4 separate regions of the Mus musculus genome follow, and all the other regions are linked to region 1. Evidence: chromatin contacts called from public HiChIP or PLAC-seq and promoter capture Hi-C data. All regions are on one chromosome and are shown on one strand. Each heading gives the region's core, a stretch centred on a gene start, on an enhancer-like site or on the middle of the called end of the contact. The rest is flanking DNA. Distances are from core to core; before and after follow the strand shown. Region 1 holds the start of Susd1 (sushi domain containing 1). Region 2 holds the start of Zkscan16 (zinc finger with KRAB and SCAN domains 16). Region 3 holds the start of Ptgr1 (prostaglandin reductase 1). Region 4 overlaps Shoc1 (shortage in chiasmata 1).

Region 1 (3,138 bases), core at 277-2,776:
CTAGCCCCTTCTGTATTCTGCGTCCTGCTTTCCCACGCTATCCCCAGTCTGAAATCCATCCATTACTCTGTTGGGCTTTTCGTTTTGTTTGTTTGATCACAGTGTTTCACACTGTAGATTAAACTACTCTGGAACTCACTATGTAGCTCAGACTGGCCTGGAACTCACGGCAGGCAATCTTTCTACCTATCTCACACATTGGATTCCTTTTTACACACATTTCTAAAGACCTCTTACTATGGAATGGGGCACCCCTCCCCTTTTCCGAAATCCAAGGAACCGCTCAGCTTGTCTCATGCATAATGGCTGCCCAGTAAAACACAGTTGTCCTCTCCTCTGACCAGTACACCTTCTCAGAGCACTTGACACGTTCTGCTATTATGTGGGCAGACTTCGCCTCATTTTCCTGTTTGAATCCTCCGTGTCAGGTAAATCCCACCACGCTCACTGGTCCCAATTTGTCTAAAACACAGACTATTTGCCTGCCTCTCTCCTTGGGACTATGAACCACTAGAACGCCAACATTGCACGGTTACATCTGACCCAGGGAAGATATTAAAGGACTTTCTACGGATGGATGGATGGATGGATGGATGGATGGATGGATGGATGGATGGATGGATACACAAATGCATGGATAAACAGACTAAATAAACGAATGGATGAATGAACTAAAGGATAAACTCTTCCTATAAACTTCCTTATTCTTCTTTACATTCTTAACATTTAGTTCTTCGTGGAAGTGAAAAATAAGGAAAGGGACAGGTGGTGGTGGGAGAGCCACTACAGGTCAGGAATTTGTCCTGCAAAAGCCAGGGAGACTGGAAGCTGTAGAACCAGCGGCTCGCCCTCCCACATCCTCCACGCGGCGCACCGGTCCCCCAAACCCCCACCCGAGTCCAGTCCCCACCCCACCCCCACCCACTCCGGGAGACGCGAGTTGGAGCAGGGCCGCCTCCACTACACACCCCACAGTCCCCGGGGCGGGCAGTCTGGCGTGCTTCTCGCCGCTCCGCCTCCATGATCCTTCCACGCCCCGACTCTGCGCCTCCAGATCCGGAGCGCGAAGCGTCCTGCGCGCCGAGTACCCTGCACTCACCTTCCGTGCCAGGCTCTCCGCTGACGCCGCGGGCTAGGCTGAGCAGCAGCACGAGCCGCAGCAGCCGCTGCAACCCGCATCCTGGAGAGCGGCGCGTGCCCCGGGGACCCCGGCCCATGCCGCTGGCTCCCTCCCGGCGCCCGCCACTCCCCGGAGGCCCCTGTGCAAGGAGATAAGGCCAGAGGCGCGAGGAAGGGGCGGCGCAGAGGCTTCCGGCGCCGGGTTGCGCCGGTCCCGGCGGGGAGCAGGGTCCCAGGTCCCCGGATCTAGGTGCGCCTGGTGCACCGGCTGCGCGCGAGCTGAGCCACGGGGAGAAAGCGGACTGTGCTAGGGGGGAAACATCGCAGTGCAAGTGTGACTTGTGGAGACCAGAGAAGTGCAGTAGCCACAGGAAAGGGTCTCTGACTGGACGGGTCAGAGAGTTGGGAGGTGGTGGCCGCCCGCGCGGAGGGAAAGAAAGGAGAGGAAACTAGTCATGGGCCAGTTCACCCGGGGTGCACATGCTGGAACAGGTGACAAAACAAAAGTTCCAGCTACTTGCTGGACGACGCCCTCCTTGGCACGTTAGGAATCGAACGGGGAGAGACACGTGGTGAGAAAGACATGGAAGACAGGACAACCGTGTATTCTAGAAACCGAGGGACCGTTTTAAGGTGGGGACAAAAGGTTAGAGAAATATATGGCAGAGTTAAAGAACTCTGCTCTGAGAGTAGGGTCAGCATCAGGGCGTGAGGGGATCCGGGAAGGGGCAGGTGATCCTCTGAATTTTGGAGAGAATCAGAAATGGAGTGTTCAGGGACAGAGTCCACCACGTCTTAAGATTAGTGCAATATTAGAGAAAGGACAATATTAGATCAAGGAGAAACTGTGAATGTCGCTTAGATCTATGCTTTGGGTGGACTGTGGTGGGAGACTGGGGAGCAGAGGGTTAACGTGAGTTAGGAATTGGGGTTGAGGGAGGCTGAGGAAGGAAGATCAGTTTTGTCTGTGGGGCCCGCCCAAGTGCAGGGGGCACTCCCCACTTCAGCAGGTACCCTCATTTGCTTTCTCACCGGTGAACTAGCCCTACCTCTAAGGCAGGCAAATACACCCATATAAGGGCTGAACTTGGGCTGCCTTAGGAAGAAACCGTTAAAATAAACTTCCTAGTCTCTTGTAACAAGTTTTCTTGAAGATTATTTCTGTCCAACAAAGAAAGAAGCCTGCTTTGGGAAGTAGTAGAGCACCATGAAAGTGTGAACATGTCTCTAGGTGTTTGGGCAAAACCAGTCTCCAGGAACCCTCACAGGTCATTGCACAAATCCACTGTTCAAGACATTTTTAAAACAACCTTTATCTCTACTTCTCATGCCCTTCTGCAAAATAAATATGTATATATACTTTAAAAAAAAACATGATGCATGAAAAAACAACTATCCAAGACTTGGACATGGGAAGGAAAATTACTGGGTGTCTCTTTCAGCATGCATGGGAGTAAATGCTATCTAACCCACTTTCCGTGGATTATTCAATTCAAAAGTGTACTTTTATGAATGTCCTACTGACTAGGTTTGTTTGTGGCTTTATAAGAGTATACGTTAACTTAAATAACCCCGATGACAATATTATCAATCAGAGCTGTCTGTCTGTCTGTCTGTCTGGGGTCCTTTACCTGAATAGAAAGAAATCCTGAGACCACAATGGCAGTGCATGCCTTTAAGCCCAGCAGTCAGGAGGCAGAAGCAGAAGGATGTGAGTTCCAAGCACCTTGATCTACACTACAAGTTCCAGGATAGCCAGAACTACGTAGGGAGAGCCTGTCTCAAAATAACAAACAAAAAACTCTGAGACAAGCAGAGAGGCTTTTCTGGCTTTGGTGCCCTCTAGGTCATAGGTCTAGAGAGCCTGTGGGCTGGACTAAGGGACGGTGATAACTAGGGGCCTATTGCTTCATGCTTTACAAGCCAGAGACATGACTAGGCATTCAGGCTGGAGGCTTGTTCCTCTGGACTTTAACCACCAGCAAACCCCAGCATTTTGCAACTGTTGCAACCCTCTTC
Region 2 (3,138 bases), core at 441-2,940, 500 kb before region 1:
AATAGTGAATGAAAGAAGCCATCTTTATATAAAGAGTACACACTATCTGTTCTAGTTAGGAGAATTTAAAATTCAGGGTATGGAGATAATAACAATTCCACTTTGTTATAAGTTAAAAACAAGGGCTGGAGAGATGGCTCAGTGGATAAGAGCACTGACTGCTCTTCCAGAGGTCCTGAGTTCAATTCCCAGCAACCACATGGTGGTTCACAACCATCTGCAATGGGATCCAATGCCCTCTTCTGGTGTGTCTGAAGACAGCTACAGTGCACTCATCATATATATATATATATATATATATATATATATATATATATAATAAGTAAGAAAATAAATAAATAAAATCTTTTAAAAATAATAAAAACAAACAAAACAAAACAAAAAAACTTGGGTTGTATGATGGATGGATCCTGCTTTTAAACATTCAAATGAACACCCCACCCTCCATCTGAAGCAAACGCAGAAGCAAACTTCATGCTCTTTGGCAGCTGCAGTACCATTAAACAGCACCCTCGGCCCATTTCTGGACTTTATGAGCTAAGAGCCGTCACCCTAATTTCAAAAATCTAGAAACTGCTCTCAAAGGAGTTACATCAGCAGTATACTTGTAGGACAATCTTCTAGAGTAGATATAGATGCTGATGTGGTCATCTTTACTAAATGTGATCTGCCTCACTTGTGTTAACTTGCTCCTGCCCATCAATGGCTGCTGTATGTCTCCACATTCCAGTACTACTATCATCTCTGGGATACTGGGATGCCACGGCTCTATCTTCCATTATCAGTTAAACCACCTCTAGAATCACTTGGTAGACATGCCTATGGGCATGCCTATGTGGGATTATCTTGATTGCCTGCTGTGGGTGGCACCATTTCCCGGGCAGGAAATCCTAGATTGTATAAGTAGAGAAAGGGACATGAGCACCAGCATGCATCCACAGCTCATTGCTTCATGGTTGTGGATGCCACGTGACCAGCTGCCTCAGGCTCCTGACGCCTTGACTTCCCTGCCATGAGGACCGTACCTTGAGCTGCGAGCTGAAATAAATCCCTTTCCTCCTTGGTTGCCTTTGTCAGGGTATTTTATCACAGTAAAAGAGCAAGTAACTAAGATACTAGCGTTTTGAGCAGTCCTTCCTTGGGAGGGACATAATCTGCCTAGACATGGTATAAGTGATGGACAAGGGGGGAAACGAAGAAGCTATTGCAACAGTGCAGGCAAAGCTTTGTGTAGGGTGCTTGCCCTTGGACCATGGTGGCAGGTGTGGAAGCCAGAGGATGACATTTGTATAGTGTTTTTGCTGTGTTACTTATGGTTTACATTAAAGGCATCCCTAATGTTTCCTCAGTGGATTTTTTGCAACTTTGCATTCTAATGAACAGTGGTGCTGGGAGAAGCTGAGGAAGATTTAAGGTTACTGTGGATGCCGGACTGCTTAGATCTAAAAACCTAAGTGTGTTCTAGGCCTCTAAGCCTCTGGCGCAGCAATAATTTAGCAGCTGAGCCCCCCAGACGCTTTTCTGTGACCATGCGCAACAGGCCAGATAATAGCCTATGGAAAGCACTGGAGTTTCTGAAATCCAGGCCAGCGGACCCCGGGAATCGTAGTTCCTAGCCTTTGCGCAGGCGCAGTGGGTCCCGAAGTCTTGCGCGCGCAGCTGCTGCGGGACAAGGTTCTGAACGCTTATTGCGGTGCAGCTGGCTGCGGATGCTGGTGCAGGTATTGGTGCTTTCCGCCGTTCGGTTCGGGGCTGCGCGGGTTGTGGGCTCCGAGCGCACGCCTTGGGCGGATTGGGACCCAGAGCGTCCCTCGCACCAGGCGCGCTGCGCTGCAGCTGCAGCTGCGGGGGCGTGCACTTCAGCAGCACCGCGCCTTCCCGTCCTTCCATACCACCCTGTGCTCAAGTCTTGAAAACTTCGCCACCATTGGTATTTTGAGCCATATAATTCTTTGGTGTGTCTGCTCGCGTGAATGTATGTGTATGCGTTTGATCCTTTTATTAGATGTTGAACAGCGTCTCTGGCTGTATCAATCAGAAACCTGGATCGTCCTTCCTCCGCGTTCCTAATAAGCTGGAGGTCTCCAGGCTTTGCCAGCTGACACCTGTGGGGTAAATTGCCGCTGACTTTCTCCTACGCGTTGGGAACCAGTACCTGCGTCACATTTTCACAGAGCCTCTGTTGAAGCAGCTGCGCATGTCTCAGTCACTGCGGAGTCCCAGGTACCCAAAGGGGTGCCAGGTGACATGGTGGGCGCCTGATGGTTAGCAAAGAAATAAATGACATCTCGCGTGCTGGGTGTCGGGTCCTGAGGTGGATGGTTAATGCTATGTTAATTGCAATAAGAGGCTAGTATATCCTGCCAAATAGTGGTACATCTCGGGTCCTATTTCTGAGATGTAAGTGATCTCTACAGGCCTGTCCCCACAGTGCCCATTCCCATCTTTATAGATCCCAGTCATTTATGGTATGAATGAATGCAAGCAGCACAGGCTAGGCTGTGTGCAAAAGATCATTTAGAGATCAAAAGGAATTTCACTCGATGGTGGTGGCCTGTCAACAGAGAAGAGTCGGAGCTTTTGTTTTTGATATGGTTCCTGTGAGGTTCCCCCAACCGCTGGTGGGGTGGGGGTGGGGGTGGGGGTTAATGAGGGTTGAAACCACATGCTAGGCAAGTGTTCTATCACTGAGCAGTATCCAGCCCTGGTTTTATTTTGTGTTTATGAGTGTTTTGCCTGCATGTATATCTGCACTGTGCGATTGTCAGAAAAGAGAGTGTTGGATTCCCTGAAACTGGAGTTACAGATGGTTGTGGGCTGCTATATAGGTGACAGGAATAGAATTGATTATGGGTTCCTCTGCTAAAGCCGCAATGCTCTTCACCCCTGAGACCCAGGAGCCCTGTTGGGAAGAATGAGCAAAGGATTGTTAGGAGTAGGAAGGCATCATTCCAAGTGATGAGGGGGCGGGAATCTCGCTGGTGTAAAAGACAGAGAGAGTTTGTGTGTGGTATTTCTGTGTGTGGTTTTTTGTGTGTGGTTTCTGTATGGCTGCAGTGTCGATCTATGAGGTATCCAGGCAAATCTTAAGATTATTCTTTGTGCCCTCTGCTTTGAACTTGGTCTTGGTGGACCCTG
Region 3 (3,138 bases), core at 225-2,724, 450 kb before region 1:
ATCTTACAATCCGAGCTTCATGAGAACCATTATGTGGCCTGGTAATCGGAACCGAACCCTATACAAGTGATCTTAACGTCTGAGTCATCTCTCCAGCCTCCATGTCACCTGCCCTGCAAAGTAAGATTTTTTTTTAATTGACAAATTTAAACTTACCTTGATAGGACACAGTGTCTGCAATGTAGAGTGCCTAACATACCCATCGCCTTCTTTAGCTTCTATTTTCATGAGAAATAATCTGCTTGGTTTGAACTATTATTATTATTATTATATATCATTATTGTTTAAAGAGCCACACTCATGTTTCTGTACCCTTTCACAAATACTTTTAGCCCTTTTCAGCCTCTAATAACTATCATTTCACCCCATATTCATGAGTTCAACTTGTTTTTCTTTTTCTTAGATTTTTGTTTTGGTTTGGTTTAGTTTTTCTGAGACAGAGTTTTTCTGTATAGCCTTGGCTGTCCTGGAATTCACTCTGTAGACCAAGCTGGCCTCGAACTCAGAAATCCGCCTGCCTCTGCCTCCCAAGTGCTGGGACTAAAGGATGTGCCACCACTGCCCAGCTCAACTTGTTTTTCTGATTACAGCGCCCGTCTGTGTAGCCAAGGCTGGCCTTGAACTCACTATAGCAGAAGCTATCTTGGAACCTTCCATCCTCTTGCTTCTACATGCCAAGATATAACAGGCATGCTCGCTCAGGTTTAATCTAGTTTACTGTTATTACTAGTTCGTGTGTACATGATGCAGGTGTGTGGGTGAGGGCGCTTGCGTGTCACCGAGAGCCTAAAGCGACTTCAGGAGTGGGTTCCCGCCTTCCACCCGTGGTTTCAGGGATCGAACTCAAGTCATGGGACTTGTGTGATAAGCACTTTCACACGCGGAGACATCTATTTCACAGGCGGGTTTCCCTTGTGTTTTAAGAATACATAATTCCGTCTCTTTTTCCAAAAAGGCAGCGCCTGGTCCTTCTGAAGTCGCCACAGGTCTAGTAGGTCCCCCTTGCAAAGGGTCCTCTCCGTACATGGCCTGACTTGCAAGTGTAGCTTTCACTGCGCATGCGCAAATCCCCACCCCTGTCTTCTCTTTTGAATCAGTTTGGCAATCCTGCAAACTCTGTTGCCCAGGCCTTCCTGGGTGCTGGCAGTCGCGCTCCATGCACCCACAACGGAACAGGCAGCCAGACTTTGCCCTATTCCTAGTGCGGGTCTCAATCTCTTCAAGGGCGTGCAGGACCGCGAGACGACCCCGGCCTCCCTAACTTCCTAAGTGCAGAACCCAGGAGTCGCCGAGTACCGGTGGGGTGGATTGGGGGTGCCTGCCGTGCTCACTTGCTCAACCAGGCTCTAGATGCTCGGCGGGGAGAAAGAAGGGGTTGGAGGAGGGAAGAGAGAAAAGAGAGGGCTCAAATAGAGTAGTGTAGAGTCTACTTACACAAGCTCACAGAAACTCCTTCCCGGGAGACCGCTCTGAATGCTTCGCAAAGCGCCCAGGACTTGACTTATACTGGGCGGTCGGTGAGGGCGGGGCTTCTCCAGGGAGGGGCAACTTCTGGAAGCTTTGGAGCTTCTGCCCACACACAGCAGGGAAGGGACATTGGGAGGGGTGTGTGTGTGTGTTTAAATATTTTTTTTCTTTTTTGCTTAAGTTCACAATTTATGTTTGCATCAGAAGCAAAGAAAACAAGAAACTACTACACAGTTAATTCAGGAAAAATCCTACCACCTCTGGCCAGCATTAGTTAAGCCAGCTGCTGCTGCTGACTACTTCCTGTCGTGAGGCCGGTGCTAGGTTCTCTGAAACCTTAACAAAGAAGGTGTGCAGTCATGGCATCTAAAAATATATTTCGTAAAGAATAAGGTGAAATAAAATGTAGTTGTGGCAGTGGGGAGATGGAGTCTGCATTGCTTGCTTCCAGCAGCCTGGTGTCCCCAGATCAAGAATCCCGTTCAGGTTAAGTCCCAAAGACAGCTAGTTTATTAATGGTGAGGGAAAACACTTGCTTTCGATGTAAGGATGTAAGCAGAACATTTAGAAATCTATGCTCCCGGGCAATGCCTAAGTCACAGCGCTCAAAGAATATAATTTGCACCTAAGCTTAACTATGGAAGGGGGTGGGGTGCAAGCTGGTTTACTCTGTCCTAAAGACCGCCCTTCTGTAAAGGAAACGTTAGGGAGGCTTCCTGAGGACCGTTGCTCAGGCTCACGGCAGAGAGAGCACCCAGTTCATTAAAAAAAAAAAACAAAAACAAAAAAACAAAAAAACTCTTAAGTCACAAACATTCGTTGAACAATCTTGCTTGAGGTGATGGGCTCAGAACCCCCCCCCCCCCCACCACCACCACCTTCTCCTTAGGCGACCTTGACCTTTTATCTTGGAGTTTCTGATCCCCATAGGGAACCTACCCAGGTTTTTGAGCGATCAGCTTCTCTCCCTTCCTGTCCCTCTTATTTTCCATCTTTGTGTCTCACCTTAGGACCAGCCTGTGGGAGAATGGGTGCCAGATCTCAGCGACTTGTTCATTGATGGGTCACCAAGACTCAGGCTAACTTCCTAAGCCATGCCATAGTGCAAAAATGTTTTAACTCTTTAGTCGCCATCACCCCTTCTTTAGTCTCCGTCTTCTTTTCGTCTTCTTTGAATCCACGGTTTTTACTGTCACTGACTGCTTTTCATTCCTTTGCTCTGGTCATTCAGGAATACATAGAAAGGACTTTTCTGGTTTTTAACCAAATTGGAGTCCTTCTATTTCTTTGTTTACTTATGTGTTCATTTGGTTGAACCCCAGGCCTCACAGATGTCCAGTCTGTACTCTGCCACTGAGCTGTGTCCCCAGCCTCGAGGTTTTTTGGAAGGGGTGAGGGAAGTCTGATTTAATGTCACAGACATCTTCCAAATAGACAGATATAGTTTATTATTTGTTTATTCTATTGTATCGTATTATTCCCTAACTGAGGTATACAACCACTAATTCCTCAAGGCTGGAGTTGCTTCTTCTGGTGTTCTGCTCCATGACTACAATCTATAATGCACCCTTGTATGAAGAACTCCATTATTCTAACACCTTTATCTCCATAGGCATCAAGTATAGAATGTCTTTTGATTGCTAGGTTATACCCCACAATCTAAAAATCCAC
Region 4 (3,138 bases), core at 203-2,702, 340 kb before region 1:
AGTGATATGCATGTGCCTCATCAATATCTGACAGAAGACAAGCAGCTGGAAGCATCCCTTGCCTGTGCCAAATACATGTGTCAAAGAACTTTTGAAATAAACCAGCCTCTTAGGTGACCATCAAGTCATTTCAGTTCCTGTCAATCTCAGGGCTTATTTGAGAAAATTAAGGGTGGTTTATTGGTGCCATCCACCCATTCTGCAAAACCAACGAAGTCATGTTAAGAGTGAAACGACAAATTGTATCTTATATCTCGGGTATACTAAGTTTCTAGGCTAATATCCACTTATCAGTGAGTACATATCATTTGAGTTCTTTTGTGATTGTGTTACCTCACTCAGGATGATGCCCTCCAGGTCCAACCATTTGCCTAGGAATTTCATAAATTCATTCCTTTTAATAGCTGAGTAGTACTCCATTGCGTAAATGTACCACATTTTTTGTATCCATTCCTCTGTTGAGGGCATCTGGGTTCTTTCCAGCTTCTGGCTATTATAAATAAGGCTGCTCTGAACATAGTGGAGCATGTGTCCTTCTTACCAGTTGGAACGTCTTCTGGATATATACCCAGAAGAGGTATTGCGGGATCCTCCGGGAGTACTATGTCCAATTTTTTGAGGAACGGCCAGAATGATTTCCAGAGTGGTTGTACAAGCCTGCAATCCCACCAACAATGGAGGAGTGTTCCTCTTTCTCCACATCCTCGCCAGCATCTGCTGTCACCTGAATTTTTGATCTTAGCCATTCTGACTGGTGTGAGATGGAATCTCAGGGTTGTTTTGATTTGCATTTCTCTGATGATTAAGGATGCTGAGCATTTTTTCAGGTGCTTCTCAGCCATTCGGTATTCCTCAGGTGAGAATTCTTTGTTTAGCTCTGAGCCCCATTTTTTAATGGGGTTATTTGATTTTCTGGAGTCCACCTTCTTGAGTTCTTTATATATATTGGATATTAGTCCCCTATCTGATTTAGGATAGGTAAAGATCCTTTCCCAATCTGTTGGTGGCCTTTTTGTCTTATTGACGGTGTCTTTTGCCTTACAGAAGCTTTGCAGTTTCATGAGGTCCCATTTGTCAATTCTTGATCTTACAGCACAAGCCATTGCTGTTCTATTCAGGAATTTTCCCCCTGGGGCCAAAAAGTGGGAATGGGTGGGTAGGGGAGTGGGGGGGGGAGGGTATGGGGGACTTTTGGGGTAGCATTGGAAATATAATTGAGGAAAATACGTAATAAAAATATTTAAATATTAAAAAAGAGTGAAACGGCATTGGTTTATATTCCATTTCCTTGTTACTCACAAGCTCTGAGCTTGTCACCCCAAATAAAGCCACATTTAGATATATGTGCTGCAAGGGGACATTTTATGTCACTTGGCATCCCTATACCCTTTCAGTCCCTTCAATTAAACCACCATTTTTGATGCAGCCACTAGAGGTCAGCAAATCTCCACAACCAATGCTGTTAGACAAAGGCTGTTTTCATGGGAATGGTGGCTTCCTTACACAAGTACAGTGGTAGTGTATCACATGGAGTTCTTACTCTACAGCAAGCATGTGTGCTCACAGTGTATTACTCTATTGTAGACAAATGATAAGCAGGAAATGCAAGGTGGCTAGTTATGAAAGAAGCAGAAAAAAGAGGCTTGGTAACAGGAAACTTTACTAGAGTCACTCCTGCCCACCTAAGAAACCCAAGTTAAGCAGACAAAAACAGGGTGAGTTCCTTAACATGTGTGTATACAACAGTAATCATTTCTTAGTGGAAACCGGTGAGTATCTTAAACAACAACAACAACCCATATTAAATATTAAATAAAAGGCAAGACATTCCTCGTCCCCTAGCCAGGAAAACTAACCAGAACATTTTTCAAGGATCTAACACTGATTTCCGAACAGTTGTTATTTAGAACTTTTGGGGAAAATGACTACAAACTAAATCTCGACAAATACACGAAGAAGTCAGGGGAAAAACCAAGAGACAGATGGCATATGTCACAGGTATATAAGAGCTGATTAGGTGACATTAACACAATAGACAAAACCGTAGACAACCCAGAATTCAACTGGAGTGGGTCAGAACTTAGCATTTAATAGAAGCATCATCTCTAATAGTGGGAAGGACTCTTAGCTAAATGATACTGGAACAAATACCAAAGTGCTTAAACATTAAAAAATGTCCCTAGTCCTAAACATAAAAAAACCTGAAATACAATTACATAATATATTTAAAAATTAGTAGGGTGCCATGGCACACACTTAAAAATCCCAATACCCAGGAGTCAGGTAGATTTCTGTGAGTTTAAAGTCAGCCTGCTCTACAAAGTGAGTTCTAGATCAGTAATGGCTACATAGAGAGACCCTGTCTCAAAACAAACAAATCCTTAAACAATGGAAAAGTTATATAATAAAAGAACATTTTGTAATTAAAAACAAAAGAAACCATAAAAAAAAAAAAGAACATTTTTCTAAGCACAAATTCAGTGCTAGAATCAATAAAGGAAAACATCAGCAGAACTAATCAGAATAAAGTTAAATGCATTTGGAATTATTGGTGTGTTTACATATTTTTAGATGCCAGTAGAAAATAAAATCACTTTACAAAAGAAAATATATAAATAGCCAATACACACTAATAGCTTTTAAGGATGTAAAACATACATTTTCCTCATCACACTGGTTTATGTGTACCCAGTGACAACAAGGCTGGCACGAATAAGTTATTTTTACACTATGCCAGCAGTGCTAAAGCTAAGAACAAAATCAGTGAAATATTTATATCTCCAAGATTAACCTCAGTGAAATAACTAGAAATGCTCTGCCCAGTGTAGAAGAGACCCTCCTACTGGATGCCTGCAGAAGACAGCTTCTTGCTGCTGCTTTCGGATCAAGATGTAGAACTATGGCTCCTCCAGCACCATGTCTGCCTGCATGCTGCCATGCTTCCTGCCATGATGATAACAGACTGAATCTCTGAACCTGTAAGCCAGCCCCAATTAAACAGTTTCCTTTATAAGAATTCCTCTTTTCAGGACAAGAAACCCAAACTAAGACAATAGATAACTACAAAAAATAGATTACAAAGATAATAAAGTGAAATCTATGATACAGGACACAAATGAAAATAAGTTAAGTATTATT

Evidence for each region. Promoter capture Hi-C pulls out the DNA fragments that hold promoters and counts their contacts. HiChIP or PLAC-seq counts read pairs in DNA pulled down with a chosen protein or histone mark.
Region 2: an H3K4me3 HiChIP or PLAC-seq map of pro-B cells shows a contact between it and region 1, with 2.1 times the contacts expected there. The contact joins the promoter of Zkscan16 here to the promoter of Susd1 in region 1. A contact is called at or near these places in 3 of 39 promoter capture datasets (liver and pre-B cells), 2 of 115 datasets of contacts at active chromatin or transcription factors (microglia and pro-B cells) and 1 of 9 other capture datasets (liver).
Region 3: a contact with region 1 is called in a promoter capture Hi-C map of embryonic stem cells, with 8 read pairs. The contact joins the promoter of Ptgr1 here to the promoter of Susd1 in region 1. A contact is called at or near these places in 7 of 39 promoter capture datasets (the C10 cell line, embryonic stem cells, hematopoietic stem and progenitor cells and 3 more) and 1 of 9 other capture datasets (liver).
Region 4: a contact with region 1 is called in an H3K4me3 HiChIP or PLAC-seq map of bone marrow-derived macrophages, with 5 times the contacts expected there. The contact joins the enhancer-like site here to the promoter of Susd1 in region 1. A contact is called at or near these places in 5 of 39 promoter capture datasets (hippocampal neurons, liver, maxillary cranial neural crest and 1 more), 1 of 484 Hi-C or Micro-C datasets (B cells), 2 of 115 datasets of contacts at active chromatin or transcription factors (bone marrow-derived macrophages and large pre-B cells) and 3 of 9 other capture datasets (adipose tissue, liver and macrophages).

What each region holds. Positions count from the first base shown.
Region 1 is chr4:59,437,107-59,440,244 of GRCm38.p6, forward strand. It overlaps Susd1 (sushi domain containing 1), which reads right to left and starts at 1,527. Exons shown (of 17, transcript NM_001163288.2): 1 at 1,100-1,527. The coding sequence starts at 1,217.
Region 2 is chr4:58,941,938-58,945,075 of GRCm38.p6, forward strand. Zkscan16 (zinc finger with KRAB and SCAN domains 16) reads left to right here and starts at 1,691. Exons shown (of 6, transcript NM_001099323.3): 1 at 1,691-1,721.
Region 3 is chr4:58,985,604-58,988,741 of GRCm38.p6, forward strand. It overlaps Ptgr1 (prostaglandin reductase 1), which reads right to left and starts at 1,475. Exons shown (of 10, transcript NM_025968.3): 1 at 1,435-1,475.
Region 4 is chr4:59,095,124-59,098,261 of GRCm38.p6, forward strand. The region is part of intron 5 of Shoc1 (shortage in chiasmata 1); the gene reads right to left. Among named protein-coding and RNA genes, the nearest start is that of Gm35527, 21 kb to the right of the region's middle. Within about 2 kb of position 1,453, at least 8 of the 459 cell types and tissues checked have an H3K27ac peak or open chromatin away from gene starts, as enhancers often do. A contact at or near this core is called in bone marrow-derived macrophages, where this site is marked.